Linked DNA regions of Rattus norvegicus: region 1 is linked to region 2. The links are chromatin contacts, called in public Hi-C maps. All regions are on one chromosome and are shown on one strand. Each heading gives the region's core, a stretch centred on a gene start, on an enhancer-like site or on the middle of the called end of the contact. The rest is flanking DNA. Distances are from core to core; before and after follow the strand shown.

Evidence for each region. A called contact is a pair of places that touch in the nucleus more often than the background predicts.
Region 1: a contact with region 2 is called in a Hi-C map of the A7r5 cell line, with 7 times the contacts expected there. The contact joins the enhancer-like site here to the promoter of Hivep1 in region 2. A contact is called at or near these places in 4 of 12 Hi-C or Micro-C datasets (the A7r5 cell line, the Rat2 cell line, Schwann cells and 1 more).

The regions. Positions count from the first base shown.
Region 1 is chr17:23,331,090-23,334,530 of GRCr8, forward strand. No RefSeq gene overlaps it. Among named protein-coding and RNA genes, the nearest start is that of Tmem170b, 43 kb to the right of the region's middle. Within about 2 kb of position 1,867, at least 29 of the 93 cell types and tissues checked have an H3K27ac peak or open chromatin away from gene starts, as enhancers often do.
Region 2 is chr17:22,915,871-22,919,361 of GRCr8, forward strand. It overlaps Hivep1 (HIVEP zinc finger 1), which reads right to left and starts at 1,326. Exons shown (of 9, transcript NM_001105751.2): 1 at 1,275-1,326. LOC108348545 (a long non-coding RNA gene) reads left to right here and starts at 2,090. Exons shown (of 2, transcript XR_005495726.2): 1 at 2,090-3,491.

The DNA of each region.
Region 1 (3,441 bases), core at 617-3,116, 420 kb after region 2:
CAGGAACTCCTCCAGTTCCCTAAGTGCTAGCTACGATGCTCCCCAGCATGTACCTCTCGTTTGACACGGACTGGATGCAACTTTGGATGTCTGAGCACCCCCTCATTTACAGGCTATTGAGTTAGGACATGGATAACCAGAGCCAGCCAACAGGCTTGTTTCTAGAAATGCAGGGTACGGCATTCCAGGCATAGATATGCCAGGCATGACATCACAGGGCTGGGAAGGTGTTAATGTCCTCACCGAGAGCAGAGGAGGTCAGCCAACACTGGAGGATAAGAAAGGGGTAACACTGAGTGAGGGGTCTGGGTGAAAATGGATGGCTGAAGCTCTGGCTATGGTTTAGGTGGGAGGGCTGGTATCTTTTTGAGATGGGGAGACCATGTTGAACCTTAAAAATATGCTCACAATGCTTTCAGAAAGCCAGAGGGCGAGCTGGGGAGATGTCTGATGCTTTTCTGACTATTCATGGAAATTAAACAAAACCGGAAAGGGTCTTAAGCAATTTCTACCAACTTAAATATACATATTTAAGTTATGAATCTCTAAGATAGGAATATAGAGGCCAGCCTTATCAATTTTGGGCAGATAATTGTGTGCAAAAGCCTCTCGTTGGATGCCCTTTGGAACATGTTTAATAAATGCTATTTACATTTGTTCTCATCCATGTTTACTTGTGTGTTAAAAAATAGGGAAACATTGGAGAATTTTAGAAATGTACATTTATTTTGCCAAACTTTACTGTGTTAAAAGCTAGCATTTTTTGGCAAATTTTGAACAAAAGAATGAGACCAGCCCAGATTAGGCGTAGCCAAGATAACCAAAGAATTCTTTGAGGTATGTATGCATTATAAAATTGGAATCCCACCACGTGACTTTTTCAAATTGCTTTCCTTTTTTAAAAAAAATTTCCTTATCTTCCAGAAATTAAAGCACTGAATGGATATTGAAGAATAAACAAATTCTTACTTATTTTCTTCTGCATTGTTCAGATTTTCAATTATAAGAAAAGCCCCACTTCCGCATTGGGGCTTCCCTCAAGAGTTCTTTTGGTTTGTTTTAGGGATAGTTCATTTTGGAAAGTTTGTTTCTCTTTGCCTTAACTCTCTTCTACACTGCAAAGTGACAAGACCCCGCCCACTTCTGTTGTCACCGAAATGGTGACTGAAGTCAGATACACACATTTGAAACCGGGGTATTTTAACATACAAAGTGATCCATGTAAAATAATGCCATTCAACACGAAGCAAAAATTCTCTCAGGGTTGTCTGCCAATCTATTATCTCTACTCCCACCCCCTACAACAGGAGAGGTGACATAATGTCTTTATCTGGGGACACCATTGTAAGCTAAACTTCAGCCTAACCTTTTAATGGTTTCTTCATGACAGTCTCTGACACCGCAAATGAATCCCGTTGTCACAACTGATACGCTGTCGCCTGATCCTGACAGAAGCTGATGAGCATGCTACTCAGTTTTTCCACCACAGCCATGGGGCAGCTACTGACATTCCTCAGGCCCTGTCCCGCAGACATCTAACACAGCATCCCACTACTAGGACAGTCCAAGGACCCTCTAGTTCTTTCATCTGCGCGGAACTCAAAATAACCAGGAAGACTGGTTCTGACTTAGGGATTTTCCTTTTCTGAAACAGCTAACTGGCGCTCCGGATTATATCAGTGAAGAATCAAGAGCCTGGAATCCACACGAGCTTTATTTAGGAAGGAAAACAGTCTGGTTAGTTTAGGCCTTGATTAAAACAATGTAGGGATACTTTACCAGTCCTTGGACACTGATATATAACCATTATGATAAAGGAACTGGGTAACTGCCTCACTCCCAACACAAACAAACAATTCCACCTGAACCTCAGGCAGGCCTTTCCGCTAAAGCGTTAGGAGGAAGGTTTATGGTGTGTAGAGGAGCTGGGCTCAGGCTACCTAGGAAATAATCCGTGTCCAAAGAACCCACAGGCCTCCAAGGCTTACCAGAGTCCAGACAAGGACTGCTGTAGTCACTGTAGGGCGGCTCTCAGAACAGACTTTGTTTAATCAGCTGCCCGAGTCCCATGAAAGACCTTTGTTTAACAAGTAAGTAAATGTATTCTGGACAGAAAAGCAGAAGCAAAACACACATTGAGGTTTTTCCCCGTGGAAGAATGCTTTCCCAGTGTGCACCAAGCCCTGCATTGCAACCCAAACAGGAGCAACATGTCCCCTAAACGAACAACAAAAGTACTTTCCAAGTAAGATCAGACGGGGAAAATAAAATAAAGTGTGTTAAAGAGGGTTGAAGGAAATTTTGGGAAACAATGTAATTACTACTCTGCCCATAATAGCAACTTTTATATTTTCTCTAGGCACACGTATACACAGGGGTGAGGTGGGGGAACTTAATGATTTAGATTTGAATTTCTCCTGCCTTCTCATTGACCTTGAAAAACGAAGTAGCTCAGGTTACACAACCTTGAACTAAGCAGAGACTAAAGCTTCACAGTGCTAGTGTTGAGCATACAGTTGGGGCTACAGCTTGAGTTTAGGTTGGTGTTGGGTTCACAGTGACAGATCCGTCCCAGCCTAGGGAAGTAAGAGAACACACCTGTTCAGATGGTGTTACATGAACAGCTTCAGCTCGAACTCTGAGAAGAGAAGGGAAGTTCATCTACACTGGAGAAGTAGACCAACAGACACATTAGAGTTAAAATGGAGTCTCACATACATGGAGGTCAGACCAGAAAGAGAACCAGGTTTCTCCTTCAGGAAAAATCCCACCCATTTCTGTAAGGTGTCCTAATACTTTTTTGTATCACTGTTTAGAGTCACCCCATGGCACCAGTGTCAACATAAAGGGACAAGGAAGGAACGGCAGGCTTATGAGAACTCTCAGGTCCTCTTCTCGAGGTGTCCTGACCACAGCTGGAAGCAACTCCCGTGTTTATCTGCAGTCCCTACAGAGCCCAGAGCACACTGTGTAATGCGCTGTGTGCCTTTCAAGTCGGAAGCTCTGTACATAAAAGCACTTACCCTTCGGGGGTCCCAGCTATAGTTATTTCTGTACAACCATCAACAAAGCCATTAGCCACAGGATCTGAGGTGGCTGCTGACCTGGTACGGCGGACAGGCACGGCATGCTTGTCCTTCAGGGGACCTCACTGAAGTCACTGCTGTGGCTTCCTCAGCTTGGACATATTTGGTCTAGGGAATGCAAGGAATTTGCTGGCTGAGCAACTTCACCCATTCTGCTTTGTAAGGCTCCTCTCCATAACTGTTTCTAAAAAAAGAAGAAAAATCCCCCAGCAGGCTCTGTGGCAGAAGTAGCACCCTGGTCAAGGGGACAGTTTAAATGTGAAAGAAATTTCTCAAAACTGCACCACACTTACTCCAGAACCAGAATCTGGTCCTTGCTTCGCCTAATTATCACTCCCTAGAATTACTGCCTACC
Region 2 (3,491 bases), core at 76-2,575:
ACTAAGGACTAAGCTAAACAATGTAGAAGCTTTGCCTGCAACATGAAAATGCTGAAATATTAATTCCCGGGAAGAACGCCTCCAAGGAAAAGAAAATGCTTCCCAGAATAAGGTGTTTGATGTATGTTTTCACTTTAGCTAAAACGCATAAGGAAAAGGCGACTACAATTAACTTGCTTGCAGCTGTACTCCTAACAAGGCTAAGAGTCGGCATAGCACAAACTATTCACAATCTAACCAAAGAGGAAGACTATGAAACAGGATGGTCAACGATGGATGATGTCTCTTGCAGCACCAGCTAATGACCTACAAAAGATAGGGCTCCTCAGCTCGCTTTACCACAGAGCCATCAGCTCTCGCATTCAAAAAGGTTTTGACTGCACAGAGAATTTAAACATAAAGCTATAAGTGTTCTGTTCCGTTCCGTATTAAAACTAGAGCTTTTAAGCGGTCACAATATTACGAAGTTTTTAAAGCGTGAACTCTGATTGTAAGCCGATCACGTGACCCCCCATCAGCCCCCAGCTTAAATGTAAAATATGCAAATTCCCAACCTGTAACAGCTTTGTGCGACCCGGTTTTGCAGCCTCCACCCCCCTGTCCCTAGCTGTCCAGCCCACGTTTAAATCCGCGGTGAAGTGGTTATTTTCAAAGACGACAGCACCGTAGCGACTAGGACCAGTGATCAACCATTCTTTCTCCAGAAAGAAATACATACTACAAGGTGCAAAAACAGGACAGGATCAAAAAGCGTAAAGACAGTCACAAGGAGAAAAAACATGAATGAATGTGGAGGGCGGAGCCTGGGAAAACCCCTCTGCAACGCTGCACTGAACAAAGCGCTTCGCATGCCAGAAGGAGGGGGGAATGGAAGTGCCAGCTCCGGAAGGAGCCTGGAGTGGATGCGGAGAGCAGGAGGAGGAGGAGGACAGAGTCGGCGAGAGCGGCAGCCTTGAGACTCCTCCTCGCGCCAGCCTCGCCACAGCCCCCTCCCCTCTCTAGCCGCAACTCCTGCTGGAGCCCGACCCGCAGCGAGCCCGAGCCGCCCCGCGCCCCTACCCACCGGCCCCGACCCACCAGCGGCGGGCGCGCGCCCTACCCGGAGAGAAACTACCCAGGTGGCCCGGAGTAAAACAGGCACTCCCGGCAAAGAACGAAAGGGAAAGCGAGCCACAAAGCCGGGAGGTGCGGAAGCCGCGGCCTGGTCTCCCGCAGCCCCGCCGAGCCCTCCTGCGAGAAGCGGCCGTGGCGACCGGGAGGCCGGCCCTCCGTACCTGCTGGGCTCGCAGGACCGCAGCTCCCGCCGCCTGCGCGGCCAGGACCCGCCGAAGTGGCAAGCGGCTCCCGCACGCAGCATCCCCTCCGCAAGGTCGGCGCCGGCACACGCGCACACACTCACACGCACACCCGCGCGCCCGCCCGCCCGCCCGCCAGGGGGAGGTGGTCCCGGCCCCCGCCCCCCGCGCCGCGCTCTCCCGGGTGCAGCGCCCCCACCGCCAAGCCCGGCCCGCACCCGTCGGGAACTGCGCTGCACTTGACAACCGGGACACAAGCAGAGCCTCCTCCCGACGGGCACTGAGGCGCGAGCAAGGCGCGGGAGGGACCGAGTGGAACCCGGCGGGAGAGCGGCCTTTACCTCTCCCGGGTGTCCGTGAGGACCGCTGGCAGCGCGAGGGCGGCCAGGGCGAAGGTCGGCGGCTTCCCCGCGCGTGGGCGGGGCGGCAGGGGATCCCCGGGGGCGGCGGGGCGGGGGCTGCGGCGGGAGGGCGGGCTCCTGTGAAGCCGGCCCGGGGCCCCCTGCCGCCCCGCCCGCCCGCCCGCCCGCCCGCCCGCCGGCCGCAGGCCCCGCCGCGGGGACCCAGGACGCAGGAGGAGGCGCGGCCCGAGGGGCGGGGCGGGGCGGGGCGGTGGCGGAGGCGGGGCTCCGCGGCCCGGGGAAGCCCGGCCGGGCCGCAGTCGGGGGCGGTTGGCCCGAGAGGAGGGGCGGGGCCGGGCGGGGCCGGATTCTCTTTACCGTCTTTTGACTTTCTAGAGCAGGCTGTGGGCCGGCCCGGTGACGTCATGGTGTCTCCCAGCCCCGCCCCTCGCCCTGGCCCTGGTAGGGAGGAGGAGGACCCGGGAGGGAGGGGGGACCCCAAGGGGGTTTCCTCAGCTCCGCGTAGAGGGAAGGGGAAATCATAGTGAAACTTGAAACTCATTAACTTTGAAAAATAACTTTGAAAAAAAGAGAGAGAGAAAGGGGGCTGGGGTGTTGACTTGGAGGGTCAGAGGGGACATGTTATTAAGCCCTGAACTGAAACCACTCTTTTGGTGGCGGATGTTCTATTAAAAGACCGAGGAAAGCCAAGGTTATTCCGGAGAGAGCCGGTGCTTCCCAGAGCCTAAGCAACAGCGAGCGCTGTTAACCCCTCCTTGACTGCCTGTCAGCTGGGGACTAACCCGCGAGGGAACTTTGGAAGCCGAGGAGGGGGTGCGGGGCGGAGCCACCCAGCAGGCTTCTGGAACTCTGGGGGAGTGAAATGGAAAGACAGACTAATTTATTACAAACCAGAGTTTGACCCCGGCTGCTAGAAAGCGTTAGAGAACGGGAACTGGAAACTTCTGGAAATATCAGGGGAGCTGGATCTGGGGAGCGAAGCAGGTTTTCAAGGGTAGATAGACATGAAGAATACTAGCAGTTTGAACTTCAAAATTCCACGCATCCACAAAAGAGTCTGCAGAAGGGACGGATTTAACGGGTCACCTCAAAGTTGGAAAGGATAAGGTGTAAAAAAAAAATGACGCAAAACAAAAATATTCTTTGTTAAATGATCATACGCCCACTAACAGCTGACCATCGTGCAAACTTGTTTTGCTCCCTTAGGCTTTCAGAAAGATGGTCGTTCCTACTAACGATTGACCCTTAAAATCCCCCGAGGAAGTCCTACCTCTAGCTTGCTGGAGCTAAGAAAAGCTCAAAGCCCCGGAATGGAAATTATTAAAAATGGAATACTCAGTAATGGCGAGCTTAGAGCCAAAAATAATGTTTTGCAAAGGAAAAAATATGCCTACCAAAAAGTAAATTTGGTCACAGGAACAAAGATCATGCAGCTAGAAAGGCTGGATGGTGGGTAATACTATGTTAGCCTTACAATGAAATAGTGACGGTTTAATTTTCCAGTAGGATATCATCTATTTTATTAAATCCCAATTGGTAGGAGTCACGAAAAATATAATGTAGTGCCCCTCCCCCAGTTGAGCTGTTTGAATCACAAGCTAAACATGCAGCCATAGCTAATGTGTTAGGATAAAAACACAGTCTTCATAAGTCGAGGTTTTGTTACTTGAAACGGAAGGGGGAAAAAGCTAAGTGCCACAGTGGATTTTTTGACTCAATAGTTGCTGAAGACAACAGAAATGAGTCCGTGAACCCAGTGTGTCTTCGCGATACAGCAATGCTATGAGCGTTTGGGCAAACTGCATATCTGGTTTTGATTTGTCATCTCACTGTT